Linked DNA regions of Macaca mulatta: region 2 is linked to region 1. Evidence: chromatin contacts called from public Hi-C data. All regions are on one chromosome and are shown on one strand. The core of a region is the stretch at or near the end of the contact, and the rest is flanking DNA. Distances in the headings are between cores, read along the strand shown.

What was found. A called contact is a pair of places that touch in the nucleus more often than the background predicts.
Region 2: a contact with region 1 is called in a Hi-C map of fetal cortex germinal zone, with 2.4 times the contacts expected there. The contact joins the promoter of APAF1 here to the promoter of TMPO in region 1. A contact is called at or near these places in 2 of 14 Hi-C or Micro-C datasets (fetal cortex germinal zone and fetal cortical plate).

What each region holds. Positions count from the first base shown.
Region 1 is chr11:105,806,167-105,809,511 of T2T-MMU8v2.0, reverse strand. TMPO (thymopoietin) reads right to left here and starts at 1,746. Exons shown (of 4, transcript NM_001261527.1): 1 at 1,186-1,746. The coding sequence starts at 1,464.
Region 2 is chr11:105,939,118-105,942,807 of T2T-MMU8v2.0, reverse strand. APAF1 (apoptotic peptidase activating factor 1) reads right to left here and starts at 1,828. Exons shown (of 27, transcript XM_015152496.3): 1 at 865-1,828. IKBIP (IKBKB interacting protein) reads left to right here and starts at 1,910. Exons shown (of 2, transcript XM_015152522.3): 1 at 1,910-2,176. The coding sequence starts at 1,998.

The DNA of each region.
Region 1 (3,345 bases), core at 497-2,996:
TATTAAAATCCACAGGAAAAAAAGCAAACTATTCTCAAACAAAACATGCTTTGCTGGAGCCGATTTGAGATTTAACCAGGATCAGACATTCCAAATTGCAATACTGTTGCACCAGAATGTCATGCAATAAATTTTTCCTGAATCCTCTTTCCTTTCCTCAAGCAAAATTTACCAGTAAGGGAGAAAAACGCAATCCAAACTGTGAGTAATTTTCAAATATTTGTTTATAGGGCCGGGTCCGGTGGCTCACGCCTGTTATCCCAGAACTTGGGAGGCCGAGGTGAGTGGACCACCTGAGGTCAGGAGTTCGAGACCGGCCTAACCAACATGGAGAAACCCGGTTTCTACTAAAATACAAAAATTACCCGGGCGTGGCGACGCATGCCGGTAATCCTAGCTACTCGGGAGGCTGAGGCAGGAGAATCGCTTGAACCCGGGAGGCGGAAGTGGCAGTGAGCCGACATCACGCCATTGCACGCCAGCCTGGGCAACAGGAGCGAAACTCCATCTCAAAAATAAATAAATAAATATTTAAAAATTATAATAGGCGCTTTAAAATGTAGTTTAAACTGTTCCTTTCAATTCTGCGTGAAGCCGTCCCGCCAAAAGATGTCCTGTTGGTGGGAAAAATTAAACTAGAAAACATAAACGGTTCAAAAAGCCCTCCATACGCAAAAGTATAAAAAGGCGGGAATTTCCTTAATTCAAATTTTGGTTAGAAATTAGTGTGTCATCAGTTGCCCTCCAGGGAGCGCTGTGAGACTCTGCTGCGAGTCATTTCAGTTAATAAAGCGGGAAAACGCTCGAACTTAACCTATAGCATTTTGGGGCCACCCCTCCAGAGCTTTCGAAAGGCCACGGAAGTCCCCGTCTAAACGCCCGCTGCCGGCAGCTGGTGGTCCAGGGAAGCCGCGTCGCCCGCGTGCAAAACAACCGCCACCAACGCAACTCCACACCTCCCAGACACACACGTCAAAGAACGCGAATCCCGGTGCCCCAACTTCTGGCCTCTCCGCTCCAGCGCCTGCAGCCCCGCGGGGAAGGGGCAACGCGAGGGGGCGCAGGGACAGCCCCGCACCTGGGAGGCCCAAGGGGGCGCCCGGGAGGGAGGGGCTGCAAACGGCGGCGAGCGCGCGCGGCAACCGCCAAACGCCCGCCTTTGTGGCCCCGGCCCCGCGTCCTTACCCTGCCGACGGCTGCTCGGCTCCGGCCCGCGGCGGCGGCCACAGAGCCGAGAATCGGCGTGGGCTCGCGTTCCTCGTCACTGGAGAAGTCCGGGGGCCCCTTGCTGTTGGCGCCGGCGGCGAGCGGCGGCCGGTTGCGCGCCGTGAGGTGCTGCAGGTAGAGCTGGACGTACACGTCTTTGCGCTGCTCCCCAGCCGGCAGCGTCACATTGTTGGCGACCAACTCACTCTTCAACTTGTCCTTCGTCAGGACCGAGGGGTCTTCCAGGAAGTCCGGCATCTCGGGGATCTGCGAAGCCCCCTCCCCGCAGCCTTCGCTGCCGCCGCTCACGCCGGCGCGCTCGCTCCTGGCCGGGGGCCGCGCTGCCGCCTCCGAGCCTCACGGCTCCTGCCCAGTAGGAGCGCTGCGGAGCGGAGCAAAAACTCGCGGACACAAAGCCAAGCCAGACCCGGACACAAAAGACCCCAGAGCCGAACTACGGACGAAGTGCAGCCAAGCTGGAAGCCCGCACCAACCCCAGCCTACACACTACAGGCAGGAGGCGAGCAGCTTGCTTCGCCCACGCCCCAAGAACGCGCGGCGCCATTGGCGGGCGACGGGAGGAAGCGCGGCGGTGATTGGCGGGACGGCCCGCGCGGGTTCCATTAGCCGCCGCGCTGAGCGAGAGGAGGTAGAAACGCAGTTTAAAAGGCGCTGGGGCGGGAGCCGAGGCGCCCGGCCCGCTTCTGTTTTCATTTTCTCCACCCTTCCCCTTAGACGCCGATAAGGGACAGGTCGTACTGCTTTTGTGCGCCGTTTCCTCTCCCTCCCCCAGCTTGAGAAGCAGCTTTCGTCTCTGGGGTCGATCGCCTACGAACCGGCCGAATTCCACGCCGGCTGTGAGGACCCTTGTCTGGGCCTTTCTTCCTCCCGGGACACTGAAGCACCGAAGAGTAGCCGCAGCCTTGCCTTCCCCAAACGCTAGCCATGAAGGGGAAGAAAAGAAGCGAGACTTGTCTGCAGGCACTCATATTCCTTGATTTGATTTACTTTGGGAGGGGGAGGGCAGGGAGTTACCCCTCTGTCTACTCGCGAACGCTTCTTTTGTTCCAGAAACCCGGGAGAAGCCAGACCTCTACCATCGGGCACTTTACCCTTGAATTTGTGACAAAAGTGTACTATACCGTTCACTTCTTAGTCTCGTAGTTGGGGCATGTCTAAATTGTTTAATTTGAACAGTGCGTTGAGACTCAAGACAAATTCGCGCTTGCATTTTTGTTGAAACCGATCCTGGCTTTGGATCCCACTAACGTTTGATAACAAAACGAAGCCGAACCCTTGGGAACCCCCTCAATGGTCAATTTAAAATAGCAGATGTTGCGTAATCCTAAAGGAAGCCTAGTGACCTATAATTAGGCCGAGAACCCTAATCAAACCCGTATTACTAATCCAAATTAAAACCTGGTAGTGACTGCAATTAAAATGTTTGCCTGAAAATTAGTATCACTGATGACAAATATTTGTATTTCTGATGAATATGTATGATTAAAGATTCTAGAAAAGAAAGGAGACCTTGGATCAAGAATGTGTTAATAATTTCCCCAGAATCTGAGCTCCAAACTATATTTTAGAAACTGATTACATTTTTTTTGGTTTGCCTGCTTTCTACACTGTTAGGTTAGAATATATTTAAAACAAACGCTTTCACTAAAAATGTTTCCTATGATTTAAGCGACTTACTTTTGTTCAAATTGAGGAGATACTTCTTTTAGTGATATTTTCCTAGAGGTAACTAGTTTATAAAAATCTCAGTATCCATATATAAGCAATGGTATTAAGCTCAATAATGCAAATTAAAAATCAGGTTTTAATTAGCAAGTTGTTAGGTAGATTTTTATGATCCCTTGTAAAAGTTACTTGGTTTTTTGCCCCTACGGCTTCCCTGGACACATAGGCAAATGTTTTTATCTTCAGAAGGGGAACTGAGCTGAGAGGCAAAGGACCATGATTTTGCAATGACTGGTAACCCAGTACGTATAATGCAAGAACTGCATTCTAGATGCCTGCAATTAATGTTTCCTGGGCAAAAACATTTTCATTATCTTTTTCTTATACCTGGACATTAGCTACAGGTGGTTATACTTGCGGATTTACTGCTGTAGAACTCCAAAATTGAGATTA
Region 2 (3,690 bases), core at 579-3,078, 130 kb before region 1:
GTATAGAAAGAGTGTAAACGGGCTTATTAATTCATTTATTCAATACACATTTGTGCTCCTCTCTATATGTCAGACACCAAGACTACAGAAAAGATTGAGTCATCTCCCTGAAATAATTCACAGTCTAGTCAAAGAAGAAAAAGAGAGAGGGAGTAGGAATGTCAACGTCCAAAGTGCAAAAACAGGGCACAAGCAACTTGGAGCTCACAGAAGGGGGCAGTAATTATCAAACTTCAATGACTGTTTTTGAAGTCACCAAATGTAGCACTTGGAAAAATAGGGACGTAGGGTATTTGCCTATGCTTGTCAAGGCTAACAAAATGCCCAGTAGGGGCACGAAACTGATAAAAAGTTGATTGGAATTAAAACTGTCATTTTTTAAAATGTTAATAACGTTTTTGTCCTCTTAAACATAAAATGTTCCTCAATTTATAGTAATGAAATTCGATGTGAAAAAACAAGAATGAATGAATTTTTTAGGTTATGCCCAATAGCTAAGCAAATAGACACTCTGGCTTTCTGACACTAATTTCCAATTTCACCTAGTCCTGTTAAACTAAAATATGCAAATCTTAAACACGTTTTAAAACTGCACAAATAATCTGAACTAAGTCTCAAAACCTTTTGTAACCCACAACAAAATGAAAAGCCAAAACTCTTCCTAGATGTAAAACAGAAAACACAGTGTACGTTCATCCATGAAAACCCTAAGTTTACTACTTCCTCGTTAGAGAATTTCTCTTCCTGGTACAGGAGCAGGATGGTTATCAAATATACCATGTCCTCAAATTATCAGTCCCTGAAACCAGCTACCGAGCCTCCAAAGAACCTGGCCCGGGGAGAAAAGCGAGGAGGTCAACTTACCCAAGCCTTTGCGCCTAGGTCTTACTGGGAAGGGCGGCACTGCCAGGACAAGACTGGGAGACTCCAGGCCGGTGGAGGGAAACGGCAACAGAGGTTTTCCACCGGGTATCAGGGGTGTGGGGCTCTGTCCCGTCACATACCCCGCGCCCCGGGGCAGGTCCGGGCCTCACAGGCGCCTCCTCTGGATCTCCGCAGCCCCGGGGCGCACGAAGACCCCCAGGGACCTCCGAAGGGTGGCGAGGTGGGCGTCCACCCACCGCAGTCTGACCCCACAGTCCCGGGGCGCCGCAGTGAGGCCTGGCCCACGGGCCGCCCTCCGGTGGAACCCACTCCTGGACACAAAGGGAGGAGGGCTCCCCGGCCTGTGGCGCCCTTCCCCCGACGGCGGCTGCACCCCGGGGGGAGCCCGGCGCTACTCCGGACGCCGCCGCGGCACCTCAAGTCTTCGCGGGTCGCCGACTGCCCAGACACTCCACCTCCGGTTCTGTCCCTTTTGCCCAGGATAGAGCAATCACGTCCACTCGCTCGCTACCTCTTCTCCACCTTTGGACAGCTGAGCAATCAAATCCCGCCGGACCCACCCAGCCCGGACTGCGCGCGCCCGCTTATGCAAATAAACACACCCGAAGCCCCAAGGGGCGGCCGCCGGCGCCGCGCACTCCCGCCACGGCTCGTGCCCGCGCTCGTAGAAGTGCCCGCCTATCCCGCGGAGGGGGCTTGGCTTCGCCTCAGGGACTGGCCGCGTTCCCATCAAGGCCTGACTCGGGCGGGGGCGGCGCGCCCGACGTGGCGCGCGCGACCCCTTTGTCCCGCCCCACCTCCTCGGGTCCCGTCGGCCTGAGCGCGCCCGGGAGTTTGAATTTCTTCGGATTTGGAGCAATATCGCAGTGGAAGGCGCTGTGGGGTGAGGTCGCCGCGCACCTCTCCTAGGGGAACTTTGGAGCTGGTAGCTGAAAGACTCAGTGAAGCAACGAGGATGGCGGGGAGAGGGAAGGGGCTGGGCTCTGGGCGGTGCCAAGTCTGTGAAGGGGCGCGGTCACCGCCCAGGGTTCCCGCGATCGCCAAGGCAGCCACGTCCTGCTACCCCTGGTGAAGAAGCTGCCCGGGGCTTCAACTTCCTAGGGCCTCCAGACATGTCTGAGGTGAAGAGCCGGAAGAAGTCGGGGCCCAAGGGAGCCCCCGCTGCGGAGCCCGGGAAGCGGAGCGAGGGCGGGAAGACCCCCGAGGACCGGGGCGGCGGAGGCGGGGGCTGGGCAGACCCCCGAACGGGCCTGAGCCTGCTGTCGCTGGGGACGTGCCTGGGCCTGGCCTGGTAAGTGGACGCGAGGCTGCCCGGGCCGGCCTCCTGTGGGCCCCCTGCTGTTTGTTCTCCCACCCGGCTCAGCATCCCCCCGGAGGTGATCCAACCCCCCAGAGCTGGGCCTTCTGTGCTCTGTCTTGACCCCAAAGGAAGGAAACAGCCCAGCCTTGTTTTTCCCTTTCGCGCGTATCTTATATCTCATTTTCCCCCGTACTGGTAGCATGCCTCTATCGCTCAGAGGGACTTGAGGCTAAAGTTTGGGAACGAGCCGCTTGTTAAGAGCTGCAGATTCGGCCACGCTTTCTGAAGCGCCCGCTTCACGTTAGAAGCGTTCACGTTGTTATAAACCGTTACTTCCTGTCCACTGTGCCCCAGTCCGGGACACATCTGCCCCACCCTACTCGCCCCATAAATGCCTAATGGAAATATTTGCAACCTTGAAATAGATCATTATGTTGGGAGACCGAGGCAGGTGGATCACTTGAAGTCAGGAGTTCGAGACTAGCCTGACCAACATGGTGAAACCCCATCTCTACCAAAAATACGAATAATCAGCCAGGCGTGGTGGTGGGCGCCTGTAGTCCCAGTTCCTCTGGAGGCCGAGGCAGGAGAATCGCTTGAACCCGGGAGGCGGAGGTTGCAGTGAGCCAAGATCACACCACTGCACTCCAGCCTGGGCGACCGAGTGAGACTCCGTCTCAAAAAAAAAAAAAAAGGAAAGAAAAAAAAAAGAAAAAGATCATTATGATCCCAAAGGAGCAAACGTTATAGTAGCAGAGCTTGGAGGAGTGCTCATATTTTGATCACCGTGCGTGCGTTATGAATTTAATTATTTTTATAATTTTATTAAGTTACAGATTGAACTTTAATATGGTAAAGCTACAAAACATAGCACTTGTGTTCACTTTAAACAGTTGCAGTTTTAAAACCAGGTAAATGGCAATATAATAGTGTCATTAGGAAAAATGAGTATTAGAAATAACCTTAAAACCAACTTGTAAGTTTTGTTTTCCCAGTCTTCTTTTTTTTTTCTGGGGTGAGGTGATAGCCCATTTCATTTTAGTAAGATTGGTACCTTAATAGAATTTTTCTCCGTTTTTCATTCGTTTGTAAAGTTAGTTAGTAAGACTGTTGTTAATCTTCCAGAGTGATAGAATTTTAGAAGAGACCCTGAACATCTAAACATTTTTGATGCTATTACATGTGGAATTATACTTTACTGGTGACTCATCCCAAATAGTGTATTTTTCAGCGTTAAAAGATTTGTTAACAGCTGGGTGTGGTGGCTCACACCTGTAATCCCAGCACTTTGGGAGGCTGAGGTGGGTGGATCACAAGATCGGGAGTTCAAGACCAGCCTGGCCAACATGGTGAAACCCTATCACTACCAAAAATACAAAAATTAGCTGGGCCTGGTGGTGCACACCTGTAATCCCAGCTACTCGAAGGTTGAGGCAGGAGAATCGCTTGAACCTGGGAGGTGGAGGTTACAGTGAGCCAAGATCTGCCACTGCACTCCAGCCTGG